Linked DNA regions of Zea mays: region 1 is linked to region 2. The links are chromatin contacts, called in public Hi-C maps. All regions are on one chromosome and are shown on one strand. The core of a region is the stretch at or near the end of the contact, and the rest is flanking DNA. Distances in the headings are between cores, read along the strand shown.

Evidence for each region. A called contact is a pair of places that touch in the nucleus more often than the background predicts.
Region 1: a Hi-C map of endosperm shows a contact between it and region 2, with 4 times the contacts expected there. The contact joins the promoter of LOC100284905 here to the promoter of LOC100274180 in region 2. A contact is called at or near these places in 7 of 25 Hi-C or Micro-C datasets (bundle sheath, ear, endosperm and 3 more) and 1 of 3 datasets of contacts at active chromatin or transcription factors (leaf).

What each region holds. Positions count from the first base shown.
Region 1 is chr1:14,100,568-14,107,070 of Zm-B73-REFERENCE-NAM-5.0, reverse strand. It overlaps LOC100284905, which reads left to right and starts at 2,493. Exons shown (of 3, transcript NM_001157800.2): 1 at 2,493-2,731; 2 at 3,132-3,500; 3 at 3,605-4,570. The coding sequence starts at 2,609. The coding sequence ends at 4,051. It also overlaps the pseudogene LOC109942743.
Region 2 is chr1:13,922,742-13,928,929 of Zm-B73-REFERENCE-NAM-5.0, reverse strand. LOC100274180 (Ubiquitin carboxyl-terminal hydrolase-related protein) reads left to right here and starts at 3,459. Exons shown (of 13, transcript NM_001360559.1): 1 at 3,459-6,003; 2 at 6,097-6,188. The coding sequence starts at 3,544.

The DNA.
Region 1 (6,503 bases), core at 1,244-3,743, 180 kb before region 2:
GCGCCTACAACGTTCCTCACTGTCCTCAAGGCCTGTGGCCGCGCCGGACTCCTGGTTCACGCCGAGGCCGTGAGGAGAGAGGGCTGGGCGCGGACCTCTTCACGGTGAACACGCTCATCAACTTCTAATGCAGGATCCTGGATTGCCACTAGGGGAGGATTGTGTTCGACAAGGCGGGCAACGTCTCATGGAACTCCATGGTCGCTGGGTTCTTCGGGAAGGGGAGATGAGGCTCGCGCAGGAGCTGTTCGACGAAATGCCGCAGAAAGACACGTTCTCTTGGGGGTCCTTGATCGACGTTTACACGGAATGTGATCTTAGAAACATTTTTGTTGATGGGCATTCAGGTGTGAGGAAGCCAAGGAGGCTTTGGAGTATTTTCAGAGTATGCCGGGGTGTGGCGTAAGGCCTGATAAGGTCGTTGCCGTGGGGGCTGTCAGTGCTAGTGCTCAGCTGGGCGCTTTGGAGCAAGTAAGATGGCTTCACTCTTGCTTGGAGAAGTGCTATCTGATGATGTGGTCTGGATGTCGTTGGACTTGCAACTCATGGTTATGGTCTGGATGCTGTCATGCTGTTTCATCGAGTGGAGGCAGAAAAGGTTGCAGTGGACGATCTTAGTGTACTTGTCATTCTGATTGCTTGCACACATGCTGGCTTGATCTCAGAGGGTTTAGAAATATTTCACAGAATGAAAAATGATTTTGGGATAGATCCCGAGGTAGAATTGGTTGATCTACTTGGCCGTGCTGGACATTTGCGTTGAGCTGGCTGAGTTATAAATGGAACGTCTTGCAAATCTTGGAGCTGATTCTGGAGTCTGTTTTTCTATCAAATATATATGCTGATGAAGCAATGTGGGGTGATGTTTTGAGGATTAGGAAAATGATATGTGATGAGGGGATGAGAAAGGATATTGGACGGAGTGTGATTGAAGTGGATGGAGAAATACATGAGTTTGTGAAGGGAGGTTGCTCATATCATTATAAGGAGGAAATGTACTTGGTGCTTTGGAATTTATCTAACATGGCAGCATCTATTTGATTGCTTCTTTCTGTACCAACTTTGTGAAATCATTCATCACGAGTCTGTTGATTCAACATTCTAGTCATGCACCAAATTGCATCTGATGGTTCATAGCCCAGATGGTAACTGCCTATTTTTCAAGCCTGAATTTTCCTGCTCAAGCACAAGCAGGTGCCAACATGAACAGTACCGACTCAATGAGGCTCTTGAGTATCCATGTGCTGTCCATTTATTATTATTTTTCTTGACTTGCTTCCACAGTGGTGACTCAACATGTGATTTAACGAAGAAGATTTATGCTTTTGGCTGCAGTTGTTACTCCTTTTAGTCAGTTTTAAATTGCATCATGCATTAGAGTAGCCACTTGTGGATTATGGGATTTAAAAGTGGTTTTGGCCTTTAAAGGACAAGTTTAGTCCTAATTGAGAAGTGTCTGCACCTCTGTACCATTGTTCTTTACTTCATCAGAGTGAAGATACATGAAGTTCAGATTTCAGAATGAAGACTTCAAGATTGTATACTGCCTCTTACTTCCGTCTACTTTATGTGTTTCATTTTATATCTGTGTTGTTGTTTGCTGATTACAAAAATGAAAAGTGGCTGATTTTGGGAACAACATTTGATGATTTGGGACTCTGTAATATGCCTTGTTTTGGTTATTTGGCTTTAGAACTGAAAAGTGATTGCTTTCTAAATTACCAGTATGGTTTATGCATATAGTCATGACTACCTGACCATCAGCACGAGTAGTTTGACTTGGCACTCTATTTTGTTTAGTCGATCTAGCATGATTGAGACACCTAAATGGTTGGTCCTCTTTGCTAATTGTAAGAAGCATGCTCAAGCTTAGAATTTAAGATTATATCCTAACAGAGTTAACAATGATGAACACTATCAAGCTACATAAGTGCTGCTGGACCGTGGGGTTCGGTGGTGTATTTACGTCAACCTTGGGGCATGAGACTCGAGTATGGTTTGGTGTAGGCGTCTTATGCATGTAAAATAGAACAGAAACCAATTTGTTTGTTCCTCTTTTTTTTCCTGTTTATTAATACCTACTTTACCTTAAACACTAAAACTTTGTTTGGTGTAGGCGTCTTATGCAGTATGAACTTTTGGTGTGAGCTGTCTGAGGGTGGGCGCAGTCACGCACGCAGGAAGCTGATTGACGAGCCTGGACGGATCACTCTCGCTCCACTCCAGTCACCAGTAGCCGAGTGCCACGTCCATCTTTTACGTGACGCGAAGCCGCGAAGCGGTCGGTTCTTATCACTTATCATCAGGGGGCCAGTCGGGGCAACCAGCTACAGGACACGTCCAGATGAACTTGCCCAGGTATGCATGCCCCGGCCCGACCACACTGACTGAACCTGGACGGCTTCCCGGTCTCGTGCGCTGCCCGGGCAGTCTGGTGGGGCACTTGGATAACACGCTGCAGCGGGTTATTATAAACAGGGACAGGTCCGCCTCCTCGCCGTCTCGTCTGACCGTACGTCTTTGGTGATGAAGCATCGATCCGGGAGAAGGTTCAGCATTAGCTCTAGCTAGAGCTAGATAGCCGGAGGAGGAGCTAGTAGGAAGAGGCATGGATAATCATCAACTTGTCGCCATGGCAGCGGTGGCTCAGCCGGCGAGCCCGACCTCGCCGCACGTCGCGCACAAGATCCCGCCCGGCGACGGGCCTTACGCGAGGGCCAAGCACTTCCAGGTAAAAGCCTCCATCAATTAGGATCTAGATTACCAATCATTAGCTGTTAGCTCAGCATGCTCATAACTGTTTTTTTATTTTTTTATTTTTTTGCTGTCGACGGATGGTTGTTCTAGCTTGATTCTAGGTCTCATTATTGGTTAGATCTGTATAATCTGGTGATTAAGTTAATTTCACACAAATAATCACAATTACTAACAGTATTAGCTTGAGATCTATAGGCATTTCTGAATTTTCTATTACCGAGTAAAATTTAGCAACATCATTTATTTACTAGTGATCTAGAGAGAGAGAAAAAGGCAAAACGACTCACAATAATTTGGAACGGAGTGATCTGATTGAAATGAACTTTTAAATTATTTATTATTAATACCGTTGCTGTGATGATCGAATAATTAAGCTGGTGGAGAAGGACCTGGACGCGTCGATCGCGTGGTTCTGGAAGGCGATCAGCGCGGGCGACAAGTTGGACAGCGCGCTCAAGGACATGGCGGTGGTGATGAAGCAGCGCGGGTACCTGGCGGAGGCCATCGACGCCATCAGGTCGCTGCGGCACCTGTGCCCGAAGCAGTCCCAGGAGCCGCTGGACAACATCCTCCTGGACCTCTACAAGGCCAGCGGGCGGACCAAGGAGGAGATCGAGCTGCTCAAGCAGAAGCTCCGCAAGATCTACCTCGGCGAGGCGTTCCATGGCAGGACCACCAAGCGCGCCCGCTCGCACGGCCGCAAGATCCACGTCTCCGTCAAGCAAGAGACATCGCGCGTCCTGGTGCGTGTGCATGCGGCGGTCCCCAGACCCCAGCCTGTTCCAGAGTCCACACGTCCAGTGCGTGGCATAGCTAATAAGCTTCGCCGGACATGCATGCAATGCAGGGCAACCTCGCGTGGGCGTACATGCAGCAGCGCAACTTCATGGCGGCGGAGGTGGTGTACCGGAAGGCGCAGATGATCGACCCGGACGCCAACAAGGCGTGCAACCTCGCCCTCTGCCTCATCGAGCAGGCCCGGCTCGCCGACGCCGAGCTCGTCCTCGCCGACGTGCTCGCCGGGAGGTACCTGCAGGCCCGCGACCAGCAGGACGGCAAGATCGTCCGGAAAGTGGAGGAGCTGCTGGCCCGGATCATGGCGCATACGACGTGGCCGGGCGGTGGCGGCGGTGACGGACGACGACGCCCGGCGGATAAGAGCGGGAGCGGGAGCGAGAGCGACGACGATGACTGGGTCGAGAACCAGATGCTGGCTTTGCTCGACGTGGCGGTGCCGTACCGGAAGAAGAGCAGGAGGCTGCCGGTCTTTGAGGAGATCTCGCGAGCAGAATAGCAGATGGCTGATATAGATTAGCAGCAGCATCATCATCTTTCGATCGAGCTCCATGCATATATCGTTTGAGCGAGCGCGGATCCTCTGGACCTAACTGCAGTCTGCAGATAGGTAGGTAGGTAGGTCTGAGCTGATCCAGACCCACATGTCAGTGACCGGACGCAGAGGATCTGCTTCCATTATTATTTGATCGACTCCTGTCCAGCTCAACCTTTTGGACCAACTCCGTGGCGATAGCAGTAGCAGCAGCAGAAAGGTAAAGCGCGCGTGTGTGTGTGTGCCCCTGTGAATCTGTGGATCGGAGACAGTGTGCAGTAGCATAGCATCAGCAGCAAGGTATTTAAAGCGTGCAAGTGTGTGTATAACTGTATATACGCTTCTTATATGCATCTGTGGATATTTTGCATGGATCGGACGCATGTCGCAGTCGTGTAGTACGTGCGTTTGTAAAGCTATTTTCACCAGTATACTCATCTCTATGCTCATATTCAAATTTTCACTATATATCTGGTTGGTTGCCGTGTCAGTCTAACAGGATGCAATTTCACTATACGTCTGATTGGTTGCCGTATCAGTCTAACAATTTCACTATACGTATTGGTTGCCGTATCAGTCTAACAGGATGGCTAAATGGAGCCAGAATAAGTAGCATCAGGTTGAGCTTATGCAAGATATATTTATTTGGTTGCTTTCAGCCTTTCACAGACTCAATATATAGACTAGATACAGATTTTTTGGTTAGTTGTACCGATATATGTATTAGAGAAGAGTATATAAATAAATCTTCAAATATTACATAGCATGTGTGGTCTAGTTTTGTTCGCAAAAATTTTAGATACACAAATATAAAATCTTTTACATAGAAAATATAATAAAAAACAAAATTAAATTACATTCTGCATGACTGTATCCTGCATGCGCGGAGATGCCTGCGGCACACGTTTGAACGTAGCATGGATGGACGATCGATTTTGCATCAGCTGATTCTGCATGGTTACACACATGAACCAAACATGAAATGCTTTAGGACTCCTCGCGTGCAGTTGCACATGTAGAGATGCGAACCAATCAGCCAGTATGTGAATCTAATCTAATATGTACATATGTTCGTCCTTAAAAGTGCAAACCTGATCGTACCCATCGTTTCATTTCTATGCTGGTCCAATCACCAGAAATTGGCACAACGTTTGAATATATAGATGCGATTCAACCGGAGGTGATACCATCCGCTCATGTGGCTCGACATTGCGGTGGATAATAATGATATCACCATAAATGACATGTGATTTGGGCGACCGGTCGGCATGGTCGATACTGACCGTATTACGACTATGTCGATCCTCGTGTTAGAGTCTGGATCGGTCGATATCATTTTAGTCATTTGGATTTCAAAAAATATATAAGATACTAAAAATCTTTTAGGAATCCACCTTATAGAGGGGTACTTTGGTGCATTCACATCCATTGCTCTCCGGTTCATAACCTCCTCCTCCATTTGTAGCGTTGCACTTTCTGTTTCGATATGGATTTAAGATAAAGCCCTAACTTTGACATGCTGACGAACTTGCCCAAAACATTTTGACACCCCTATCAATGTGGGGCAGGTCTTCTTTGATTGTCTTTCTTTCGTTCGTTATCAATGAGAGGATGTTTTTTATCATCTCTATTCCGTAACTTCACAACCTTTCCATATATATATATATCTGAAAGTCGCCTAGAGGGAGGGTGAATAGGCAAATCTGAAATTTATAAACTTTAAGCACAATCTACAAGCCGGGTTACCGTTAGAAATATAACCGAGTTTGAAAGAGAGGGCGAAAACAAATCACAAGGAAATAAAGCATGACACGGTGATTTGTTTTACCGAGGTTCGGTTCTTGCAAACCTACTTCCCGTTGAGGTGGTCACAAAGACCGGGTCTCTTTCAACCCTTTCCCTCTCTCAAACGGTCACCTAGACCGAGTGAGCTTTTCTCCTCAATCAAATGAGTCACTTAGACCACATAAGGACCACCACAACTTGTTGTCTCTTGCTTTGATTACAAAGGTGTTGAGAACAAGAAATGGGGAAGAAGAAAAGCGATCCAAGAACAAGAGCTCAAAGAACACGAGCAAAAACTCTCTCTCTAGTCACTATTTGCTTGGAGTGGAAATGGGACTTGGAGAGGCTTTGATTCTATTTGATTTGTGTCTTGTATTGATTGCACTAGCTCTTGTATTGAATATGAAGTCTGAAAAACTTGGATGCCTTGAAGTGTGGTGGTTAGGGGATATTTATAGCCCCACCCACCAAAATGGCCATTGGGGAGGCTGTCTGTCGATGGGCGCACCGGACAGTCCGATGCGCCACCGGACACTGTCCGGTGCGCCAGCCACGTCACCCAACCGTTAGGGTTTGACCGTTGAAGCTCTAACAGGTGGGACCACCGGACAATCCGGTGGTGCACCGGACA
Region 2 (6,188 bases), core at 2,210-4,709:
CTACGACGAAGCCGACTACACCTCAAGTTCCTCTAATTAATCAGCTAAGGGCGTCTCATTCCACCCTCATGGTTGTACTATTATCTCGGGTGGTCTCTCAATGAACAGGTCCTTACGGGGAGGTACTTAGGAAATAGCCCGAGTCCCCTAAAGTGTCACAAATTCATCATCATAATCAAGATAACATCATCGTATCATAAATATTCTCATCATGTTCATTGATTAACGTAGAGAAATAGCATGAAGCTAACCATAATAACCCAAAAGGTAATCAAGGACGGGGTAAATACAAACTAGTCAATCCTTAGGTTTCAATTAAGTAATGCGGGACAGTGAATTATAAAGTAAGTAGAACATAATGGGTTAGAGGACACTTGCCTTCACTAGGTTGTTGCTCAGGGAAGTCTCCGGCAACACACTTAGGAACCACAGACCGCTCGTTGTCTACGCAAAGCAATCATGCATTCAACACATTTGGGAAATGACAAAGGAACAGTACACCAAACATATGCAATCAAGCGAACACAAGTCCCATAGAATAAAACAAACACCAAGGTGAACTCTAGATTCTAGGGTAAACAAATATGCTTAGGGGTTTGTGGTTCTCTAAGTACTGCTTATCTCAGTGGATTACATAACTTAATCTCATTTATCTTAATGAACTAATTACCAAATTAAAATTATTCCAGAGATGGGATCATATATTACATGAGATGACTTCCACAAAGTTAATCACTTAATTGTCATTAGTGTTTTCCCTTTTTAATAAATAAACCATTAGTTTACATGCACTTATAGCCTAGACATAAAACTAATACATGCAGACAATGAAAGATTATAATTCAAACGGGTAGAGAATAATTTTATGAACATTCTACAATTTGAACTACCCAATTTGGAGTTCATATGCAAACGATATGAAATAAACAAGTTTTGGAATTCAAAATACAACATTAGGCCTATTTCTGTGATAGAAATAAAGGTTAGGGGCTTTTCTACAAAAAAACTCAGTGCATGCGCGCGAAAACCAGGGACGGCAGGTTGATTTCTAAAAAGTGGAGGGTCTATTTAACAAAAAGACCACGCGAAGGGGTACATGGTATTCTCAGCCGTTTGATCACAGATCTACGGCTGAGATCAAATCTGAGCTTGAGCGAGCGCGCGGATGCGCGGACGAGCGCTGACAGGCGGGCCAGGGTTGTCAGCGGCTTGGGGATGAGGCGGCCTAACTGGTCGGGCCCAACTACAGGGCGCGGGTAAGCGACCAGATCTGAATCGGATGGGTAGGATTATGTCTGCTCTAATTAACTCTGGGCCGCTTGATTTCAGATGGACGCTTGAGATCCCGCGGCAAGCCTTGGCAGGGTCTCATTGGCTGCCAGCGGCGGCACCGCCCGATCCTGCGGCAGAGTTTTGCTAGAGGCGAGGGCGCGACCACGCCGGGGTCCCAGGGTGCTGGAAAGGGCTCAAGTGGGTTCGGGGTGACACAGCGGACTCGGTCGTGGGCACGACACCGGCGTAGAGGCATCGGAGGGTACCAGTCTGCGGTGGAGTGGCCTTAACAGCGGTGCTAGCCTACTCCGGCGAGCTATTGTGTGAGCAACAAGGCAGGAAATGGGAAATTAGGGGCCTAGGGAGGTGAGTTACCTCGAGAGACGGCTCTGGAGCGCTTGAGCGACGACGAAAACACAACGGGGGCCCTGGTCGACGGCGGCGACGACACGACTGCATGACGAGGATTCAAGTGAGCGTGAGCAGGGGAGAATAGAGGGGGTAGGGGCAAACCAAAGGGTGTCTTGGGTTGCTAGCGAGGAGGCGGAGCTCACCGGGACAACGGACACGGCCGAGGCTCGACGGTGGACGCAGAACGATCCTGAGGTCGCGGCGGATGACGATGGTGCTCCACGGGCGCGCAACGTGCGAGAGCTCTATAGAGGGGCGCTACTGGGCGAGGGGAGTGAGTGAGTGGGGTGCAGGCTCAAAAAGGAGGTCGGGCGTGTGGGGAGGTGGCCAGGAAACACGCGACGTGGATGCATCCACGGCGTGGTGTGCGGACGAGAGGTTAGGGAAGCGGAGGTGGCTGACGAGTGGGGTCCGCGGGCCAGCAAGGGAGTACTCACGAATGGACGGTCAGCGCTGACAGGGCAGACCCATCAGACAGAGGGAGAGCGCGCGCGAGAGAGAGCGAGATGCGGCGCCGACAGGATGGCCCCACCGAGCAGAGGGAGAGAGGGAGCGAGGGTGCGCGAGCGAAGGCTGGCGCTGACAAGTGTTAGATGTTCTAGATGATTTTTAAAAACATTGCATGTTTTGGAAGGGTTTCTAAAGCTGACTCTGATCATGTTCTTCTAAGCATAAGTATCTAGTTGCCAATGGCTCTAAAGATTTATTAGTTTGTCACCGTAGACTTGGTCACGTTGGTTTTGATCATCTAACTCGTGTTAGTGGTTTAGATCTTATATGTGGTTTGCCTAGGCTTAAGGGTGATAGTGATTTAGTATGCTCTTCATGTGCACATGGTAAGATGCCTGCAGGGATAAATGAAAAACACTCTAGGGCATCTTTTACATATTGACATAGTTGACCTTCACGTGTCCAAACTTCTTGAGATATATGGCACGTTGAAGATTACTCTAGATTTACTCGGGTTTTCTTTACGGCATCTAAAGATGAGGCTTTAGCCTTTAGGTCATTCCAAAAGTCTTGTTCTTACATTATCTATTGATCTCACATGATCTCTTAGAGCTATTAGAAGTGATAACATGATTGGGTTTAAAAATTCTTATTTTGATCACTTGTGTGCTGGAAAAGCTATTGCACATCAATTCTCATCAACTAGAGTATCTCAACAAAATGATATTGTTTAAAGAAAAAAACATAACAATAGTTGAAATGGTTAGGACAACAATGCGCTATGGATTTTTTACTCTTAGGGCTAGTTTGAGAACCCCATTTTTTCAAGAGAAATTAGTTCATTAATCCCTTAGAAAATGAGGTTCCTAAACTAGCCCTTAGAAAATGTTGTATTGAAGCTTTGTGCCATTTAGCTTTATAATATTTTTTTGAGATAAAAATACCAATACTATTTTTATAAATCTAGCCAACCTCGAACTCATTTGACTCATACGAAATGAGCGATGAACACTTGTTTTGCGAGAGAGTGTGTAGACTTTTCTTGACGGAGTACTCCACAGTGTCGCATGTGAGAACCTGTTGTGGCATCACAGGTGACGCTCGACGACGGTGAGGTGACAGTGAACCAGAAACCAAAGCCCAAAAGAAAAACAAAACGTGGCCCATGGAGCCTGGCTGAAGTCCTGAACGGATGGCCGGTGTACGTGTACCGTATCTCGTATCGATCCGACCTCGCGGTCCGCATCGGATCGTCTAGCGCACGCTCGCTCTCGCTCTCGCTCTCGCTCGTGTTAGGTGTAGAGACCCAGACCTGGACCCACCGCGGCGGCACTCCAGTCCGGCTGGCTGCGCGTCTTGTTTTATGGGGTATCCGCGCGGCGCTCCGGTTCGCCCCCAAATCTCATTCCCATGGGCCGGAAGAAGCGAACCTCCGCACCAAACCCTACTCCGCCACCGCTGGACGCCTCCCGCCGGTCGCCGGCGGCGGCGGAGAAGCCAGCCGGCATCGGCAGGGAAGATGCCGCCGTGCGCGCCGAGGTCGACAAAGCGCTTGCGTGCCTGCAGCGGGGCAGCCACGCGCGTGCGCAGCGCCTCACGAGGGACGCCATCGCCCGCCACGGGGAGGCCTCACCGCTGCTCCTGCGGGCGCACGGCACCGTCCACGCTCGCGCCGCCTCCGTCCTCGACGACCACGCCAGCCGCGCGCGCCACCAGCGTACAGCGCTCCAGGCGGCCCAGCGCGCCGTCCAGCTCGCGCCGGACTCCATCGAGCTGGCCCACTTCCACGCCATGCTGCTCTTCGACGCTGCCACCGACTCCCGCGCCTACGATGAGGTCGTCGCTGAGTGCGAGCGCGGCCTCAGCATCGAGGCCCCCTCCGACCCCGCGCCCCACTCCCTCAGGTTGCCCGGCCCCGACGTCGACCAGGTCCAGTCCGAGCTCCGCAACTTGATCCAGAAGGCCAACCTCGCCTCCATCTCCTCTTGGGTCAAAAACATGGGCGGCGCGGGGGACGACAAGCTTCGCCTCATCCCTGTGCGCCGTCTAGCGGACGAGCCAATGGAGGCCCGGCTTGTCCCCACGGCGCCCTCCCCGCGCCGCCCAAACGAGATCAAGAAGGCGACCAAGACCACCGAGGAGCGCCGCCAGGAGATCGAGGTACGCCTGGCTGCCATGAGGCTGCTGCAGCAGCAGAAGGAGCAGAGCAATGATGTTGTGTCTGCTACCCCTGCCTCTTCCCGGTCACATGGAGATGATGCCCCCTCATCGTCTGAGTCATCGGTGGGCGGACATCGAGCTGACCGGAGAAAAGGTGGGTCTAGGAAAGCAACAGGCTCATCCGCGTCTGAGCGCACTGACCAGGTGCGTGCCTACTGGGGCTCGATACCAGTGGAGCAAAGGCTTGCATTCTTAAACACTAGCATTTCTGAGCTCAAGTCACACTATGCTTCTGCAATGCACAAGGAGAAAGATGCTGCCAGTGCAGCATCTGATGTGCTCAATGAGGTGATACAATTTGCCAACAAGCATGACAAGTGGGAGTTCATGGTATGTGGTAGGTGTCGGGAGCAGTTTACACATGTGGAGGCACACCGGTGGCATGTCATGGTTGAGCATGTTGGGCTACTCTCATCCGAGCTGCAGGAAATGGTTCCGCAGGAGATTGATGCTGACTGGGCAGAAATGCTCAGTGGTTGCAACTGGAGGCCATTGGATGCTACTGCCGCACTGAAACTTTTTGAGGAAGATCAACACAACAACCTTGGACCAGATAGGGAGGATGAATCGAATTCGTTAGATAGTTGGAGTAACAAAGCCATGGACATGTCAGAATCCTCAGCCTGGTCACACAACGAGGAGTCTAGCGGTTTTGGAGTGGTGGTGAGGGAAGGTGACACCAAGTGGCCATTCTCAGATGATGACGAAAGGGCCAAGATTTTAGAAAGAATCCATTCATCGTTCAAAATCCTTGTGAAGAACCATAATCTTTCAGTGCACAATCTAAACAGGGTGATTCGATTTGCTGTAGAGGAACTCAGGGGGTTGCCATCTGGGTCACTACTGCTTAATCACTCTTTGGACGAGTCGCCACTTTGCATTCGCTTCTTGGAGGCATCATCACTGCAGAAAGTAGATAATTTCTTGCAGGACTTAATGCAGGCTTCTGGACTTAATAGGAACTTACAGAAGGCTGAAGGATTAGGTGACGGGGATAGTTTCATCCAAAACCACGATGTACTAGAGAAGGTTACCCTTAATTCTGATTCATCAGAACTGATCATTGATGGGCACACCTTCGGCGGAAAGTTTGATTCCGAGAGTGTTGATACTGATGCATTGCTTTCATGGCTGTACGCCGGATCTTCAATTGGTGAGCAGCTATTGGCCTGGAATCGTATGATCGACGAAAGGTCAAATCAGTGCGTCGACCTTATTCGAGCACTTGGGAGGGAGTTCAACAACCTGCAAAACTCATGTGAACGGAAACTTGAACAGCTGAGAAATGAGGATGCCTTTACTTCTGTGGAGGGCCTCTTTTGTGAAGAGCAAACACGAAGGGAGCAGGTGGGACGGTATGGATTCCAAACTTTCGAGGAGCTCCTCAGGAAGCGGCAGGAGTTTTTGGAACACAACACTGAGGAGCAGTCCGACAGTAACAGATCTGAGATAGATGCAATCTCAGCTATTTTGAAGGAACTTCACACATCACACTTTGGTTATGATGAGGCCCTTACTGGCATGGCCCCACGCTTTTCTGACTTCGATGGGGGCGAAGAAGATGAATGGAGGCTGCATGATTTTATACATCCAAATGATTCAATGGTACACATGGTTGTATCAAAGATGAAGGAACATGTTACTATGGAGGTTAGTTTTTCTGGATTCTGTTCACTGCAGGAGTTACATAAAACCTTCAAAATGCATTTATAATATATGTTCCATAACTTTTTTTGCTTGCAGATTAGCAAGATAGATGCTAAGATTATGCGAACTTTATCTGTGATGCGGCAACTAGAGCACAAGCTTGGACCTGTTTCTGCTCTTGATTATCG